Regions from separate parts of the Anser cygnoides genome. Here region 2 is linked to region 1. Evidence: chromatin contacts called from public Hi-C data. All regions are on one chromosome and are shown on one strand. The core of a region is the stretch at or near the end of the contact, and the rest is flanking DNA. Distances in the headings are between cores, read along the strand shown.

Evidence for each region. Hi-C and Micro-C count contacts between places; a contact is called where the count stands out from the background.
Region 2: a Hi-C map of liver shows a contact between it and region 1, with 18 times the contacts expected there. The contact joins the enhancer-like site here to the promoter of PKM in region 1. A contact is called at or near these places in 2 of 7 Hi-C or Micro-C datasets (both in liver).

Annotation. Positions count from the first base shown.
Region 1 is chr11:12,036,091-12,038,790 of Taihu_goose_T2T_genome, forward strand. PKM (pyruvate kinase M1/2) reads right to left here and starts at 1,385. Exons shown (of 11, transcript XM_048081479.2): 1 at 1,229-1,385.
Region 2 is chr11:12,106,635-12,109,334 of Taihu_goose_T2T_genome, forward strand. The region is part of intron 2 of ARIH1 (ariadne RBR E3 ubiquitin protein ligase 1); the gene reads left to right. Among named protein-coding and RNA genes, the nearest start is that of ARIH1, 25 kb to the left of the region's middle. Within about 2 kb of position 1,352, at least 2 of the 3 cell types and tissues checked have open chromatin away from gene starts, as enhancers often do. A contact at or near this core is called in liver, where this site is marked.

The DNA.
Region 1 (2,700 bases), core at 135-2,634:
GCCTGCTCAGCCGGAGGAACATTTTGTCTGTGTTAAATTGAATTACCAGCTCGGGGCACAGAAGGGGAATTAACGCCGGCTTCGCGGCGCTCCGGCTAACGGCAATAAATTAAAGGTTTTAATAAAACGTGTGTTTAGTTGGAGAAAAAACAGACGGCTCCAGTGGGAGGCCCGGATGCGGCACTGCGGTCTCTGCCAGCAGCAGGAAGCGTGCTTTCGAGTGAAAGCAAAGTTTCTGGGGAGGGTTTTGCCCTGAATCACGGCGTCCAACACCTGGCCAGCAGCAGAGCGCCCTGTGCTGAAAGAAAAGATGGTTTTTAACCCGGCCGCAGCAGCACGGCACATGGGGCCACCGAACCGCAACCGCAGGGCTGTCCCTCCCTCGAGCACACCTAGCGCTCTCGCAGCACCACGTGCGGGCTTCTTCCTAGAGATACTTTAACTTAAGTCCTGCTTCGGAAACGGGGCACAAAAACGTGCTTACGACGGTGGGGTTTTTCAGTTCAGCCCTTGGGGTTGCACAACCGGCCCCGGAGCTTCCCCGGAGGCACTAAGTTCAGCAGAGCAGCTCCTCGCCGCCCAGCCCAGCCTTCGGGCGCCGGTGCCAGCCGCCGTCAGGAGCCGTCCTGGCAGCGGGGGGCGGCCGCTTCCCGGCGCGTTAGTCACCGACATCCCGGGGGCTCCCCCGGACGCATCCCCGGGCCTGCCGGATGGGTAGCGCCGAGGCCGGAACAAAGCACGTTTCAGACCTCGGCTGCTGCTTTTACTGCTCGGGGGAGGCAGCCGAGGGGCTCCCGCGGCCCGCCCCCTCCTCCCCCCCCGCCCCATCCCCGCCCCCCCGGCCCCAAACCCGCTGCGAAGCGGCCCCCGGAGCCCCCGGCCTGGGGGGGGGCAGCGGGAAGGGCCCGGGGCCGCCGACACGAGCGCTGCCGCGCCTCTGCCTCAGCGCCCGGGGGCAGGGAGCGGCTCGGGGCGGCGGCGCAAGGCCGGGCACCCCTCCAGGGACACGCGGGGCCGCCCGCGCCCCTCAGCGGCCCCTCAGGGACCGCTCCCCACTAACGGCCGCTCCCCTCAGCGGCCCCGCTCCCCTCAGCGGCCGCTCCCCCCTAGTGGCCGGCCCCGCGGGGAGGCCCCCGGCTCGGCACGGGGACCCACGGGCACCGGAGATGGCGGCGGCCCCCGGTGCCCGCCCGCCGCCTCTTCTTTCCCTGTCCGGGGCCGCCGTTACCTCCTGGTGCTGCTCCCGCCGCCACGCCCCGCACCCGTCCTGCCCGAGAGCCGCCGCTCCTCTGCGCGTGGCCGCCCCGCGCCGCCAAGGTGATCCCGGCCGCAGCACCGCCCCCACGGATCCCTCCGCCGGCTTCGCGCCGCGGGGGAGAAGCGGGGACTTCTTTCTCCGGCGGACGCGCAAGCTGCGGTTGAGGAGCGAGGCGGCTCACGCGCCCCGCAGCCAATCAGGCGGCGGCGCAGCAGGCGGGCACGCCGGAGGAGAGTGGCCGCCGCTCTTAAAGGGGCCGCGCCTATCTTAAAGGGGCCGCGCCGCTCTTAAAGGCGCCGCGCCCCTCAATTGACCCCCCCCGCGCCCGCTGCCCGCGGTACCTGCAGAAGCGCTGGGCGGCCGGGGGGCACCGTGGGGTGCTTCCCGCCGCCCCCCCGGCCGCCCCGCGGTGTCCCCCGGCTGTCCTTATGGTTGTCCCCAAGTTTTGGGGACAAAACAGCCGTTCTGGGGAAAAAAAGGCCCCGTGCCCACGCAGCTCGGTCCCGCACGGTGCCCTACACGCCGCGGCACCCCACGGGAGGTGGAGGCAGCGGGGGGCACACGCCATCCCCAGTGCTGCCAGCGCCATGGTCTGGGGACAAAAATAGACACTTGGGGACAAAAATAGGAGTCTCGAGTTACGCGCCGGGCCTGAGTGCCCAAAAACCTCAGTGGCCCTTGGGGGGGCACCAAAACGCTGCTTTTTGGCCCCGTTTTCCACCAAACCTCAAAGTCGCGTGCGTGGATTGAGCCATTTGGCTGTTTTGCCCAAAAAGAGGAATTTTGGGGGTGGCTTTGGAAGGTGGTGACACCATTGTCACTGTTGGGCTTGGGAGTCTTGAGGGAGCGTCCCCTGCTTTTCTGTTACCCCCACGGAGGGGACATTTGGGGACCAGGGTGGGGACAGTGCCGGGTTCATGGTGCGCAACCCTTGTGCCCCCTCTGCCAGCTCGTTGTCCCCATGGGGCAGCAGTGCCACCACTGGGGACAAGCCATCCGTCCCCGCAAGCACCCACAGATGCTTTGACCCCACTCACACTGGTGGAAGCACAAATCTGGGGACAAAACTTCCTCCCAGGTGTGGCACATCCCCGTCCCACGTGTCCTCCTGCCACCTTCCTCACGTGCCCAGCGCCTGGTGGCACCTTGGGTAAAGTCCAAGGCGGTGACAGGGACAAGGTGTGGGGTGTCCTCATGGCACTGTGGGGTGCGGCAGGGTGCGATGTCCTTGTGCCCTGCCGAAAAGGGGGGACAGAGGCAGGAACACTGGGCTGGGGACGTTGGGGACCCCATGCCAGCACCGTGGGGACCTTCTGCTGGGACCGTGGGGACACTGCTGGGGACACTGGGAACCCCATGGGGACATTCTGCATTGGGACCAGGGGATCCTGGTGCTGGGACAATGTGCCAGCACCATGGGGAGGGGACACTGGGGACCTCAT
Region 2 (2,700 bases), core at 102-2,601, 71 kb after region 1:
GGCCTGTGGGTTTTTTTGAAGGGGGGTGTCAGCCACTTCTTTGCAAGGTATTATTGTTAAAGGCTTTTACAATTTGCAGCCAAAACATTTTAAGTAAGTGTAAATATTTACAAAGTCCACAGGTAAATATTTACTCTGGGTACATATTCATTAAAATACTTATCTTAATTCCATAGGATCACCCCTGTGAGTAATGTAATACGTGGCCCTTGCTTATGCAGAGCTATTGCACACGAGCTGCAGTTTCGGTGCAGGTACCCTGCTGTACTAGAAAAACATTAAAACGTTTTCCCTCGAGGAGCTATTGCTGCTTTCTGTCATCTCTTCACCAAATGAAGCCGTCTGCAGCCCTCCGCTGGCACCCAGCTGCGTGAAACAGGAGCGGGATGCTGGGGCAGAGGCTGGGGGATGGCTCGTTGCAGAGGGTTGAGGAAGACTCTGCGATTGCTGCAGTATTAGATGAAGGTGAGGGTGGGAGGCGAGTGGTCATGAGCTAGCTGCAGATTGTGTCTTTTTGTCGAAGTGGAGGATTTTGCTAAAATAGATGCTTTGGAAGTTTTTCCTATTTAGACAAAGAGGAGCTGATTAAGCCCAAATCTAGACTTGGTTAGTCTTCCAAAATAAAGATGGTTTTTGAGTCTGGCTTGGCTTTGTGTGTTTCCAGCAAATCTTAGGGCAGCATTGTGCTACTGTCACCAAGCAGAAAAACACGACTGACTGGGAAGCATCCACAGTGAGTGGAGAGGCGTGCTGTAATCGGGCAAAAAGTTTGATTCAAACTCCTCCAATTCAGAAGCTCCTGCAGTGTGAATGGGTTTAATGCTGGCTAAGGTGTAATGTTTGGGTGCAGTTTGTGGTAATAGCTGTCACACCAAGTCTGAGCTCGAACTCAGTTGCTTAATGGCGTGTGTTTACAGACCTAGGCAGTGCCTCTCGTACCTTAGCTCATTGTGAATCAGCATGACCTGCCGGGCAGCCCGATCGGACTTCGCCTGCAGGAAAGCAGATAAACCAAGTGGCTTTTTTCTGATAAGTGCCGAGTGCTACCAGGTCTGAGCTCGTGAGATGAAAATGTTCATGTTTTAATACGCACAAACCTCTTTGTTGCTTTGTTGTATTGTTATGCATGTTTTTAATAAACAGGTTGTTATGGTCTGTGACAGCTTTGTCATGGAGTAATTCCCTGGAGTTACTAAGAGGGCAGATATGTTACAGGTGTTTATTCCACCTCAAGTGAGGTAATATCCACAGTTCAAAAGCTGCCCTATCCGCTCCTGAAGTACTAATTATTTGACTGGCTCTGAAAGCCAAATTGGTGTTTTGGGGTGGGTTGGCTTGAAGGATAGAAGTGGGTAGTGGAGGAAATACTCCAGCTTCTGAAGTGTTGCACGTGTCTCAGAGAAGGATGTTATTGTCTTGAAGAAAAGCAATTCCTGAAGAAAAGCAAGTCAGCATATAACCAAGGGCCCAATTTGGGATACAGAGAGAGATTTGAGGTCCATCATAGGTGCTTCTTGGTGGCTGCATGTCTGCATTCCTCTGAGCAGAGGACAGATGCTCAAACAGCCTCGGTGGCTTGGCTGCTAGCCCAGGCTGCCTCTTCCCCTTGCTTTTGGGATCCCCCTCCTGGCTGTAGGTGCCTTCATGCCTCCCTCCTTTCCCTTGGGCATGTAAGTGCTTTAGACTACTCAGCAGGGCTGAACAGGTGAAGAAATTATTGCTTACGGCCAGCTTTTTGGTGCGAAGGTATCTTTTACTGTGAGTGTGCTGATTTTCTGACATTCACAAATACCCTTTCAATAAAGTAAATAACCCAAAGTGTGTACTAGGAGCTTTTTTTGAGTGGAAAGGGTTTTTGTATTGAATACTCCCTGGGATGGAATTTGATTATGTCTAGAAAATTGTTATTGGGCAGTTACCAGCAGCGGTGTCTGTAGAGATGGATGCTGTTTTGAGTAAATAAAGGAGTCGACAGCCTGATCCCTCTACCAACAAGACCTGATGCTATTATGGACTTGGTTTTGGTAAGCTAAGAAGAAATTCTAGAAGAACATTAAAAGAATTTTTGCTGTGTGGCTGATGAGTTTAAAGTGGCAGAGAAAACATCTTGGTCTGTAATGAAAAGAATGAACATCAATAACTGGCTCTATTAGTTTTGCAGTCAGCTGTATTGAACAAAGTCTACTGCTGAACAGACCACAACACTTCGGGAATGGCCTAAGTGCTGGAATTACTGAATTTGTGAAGAGAGAAGGAGGGGAATGTAAGGGATTTAACACAGAGGGGTGTTAAAGATGCTGTGCTCCTACCTAGGATGGAAAGGAGGACCAAGCTACCAAGAAGCAACCCTTTGGTAGTGAGAGGTCTAGGGATGGTGTGGGAATACTCAGAACCCAGGCTCGGTTACTTGGTAAAGCATCCACAGCCAAGAGAATGAGAAACTAGGGTAGAGGAACACTCTACAGTGAGGATATGGTGCAGAACCTGTGCTATCAGTAAGAACAAAATGAACCTTTGGGTTTCCTTTGAGAAAGGACCGTTGCCACATGGCTAAGGTGAAAGAGGAGATTACTGCATCTGCAGTGGAAGCAAAGCTCAGGGCCCTGTAGGTGAGCGGGGAGAGGAGCGGAGGGTGAAGGGGGTGGGATAAACTGGAGCCCCGAAGGAGAGGAGACAGAAGTAAAGGTTTTTTCTCCCATT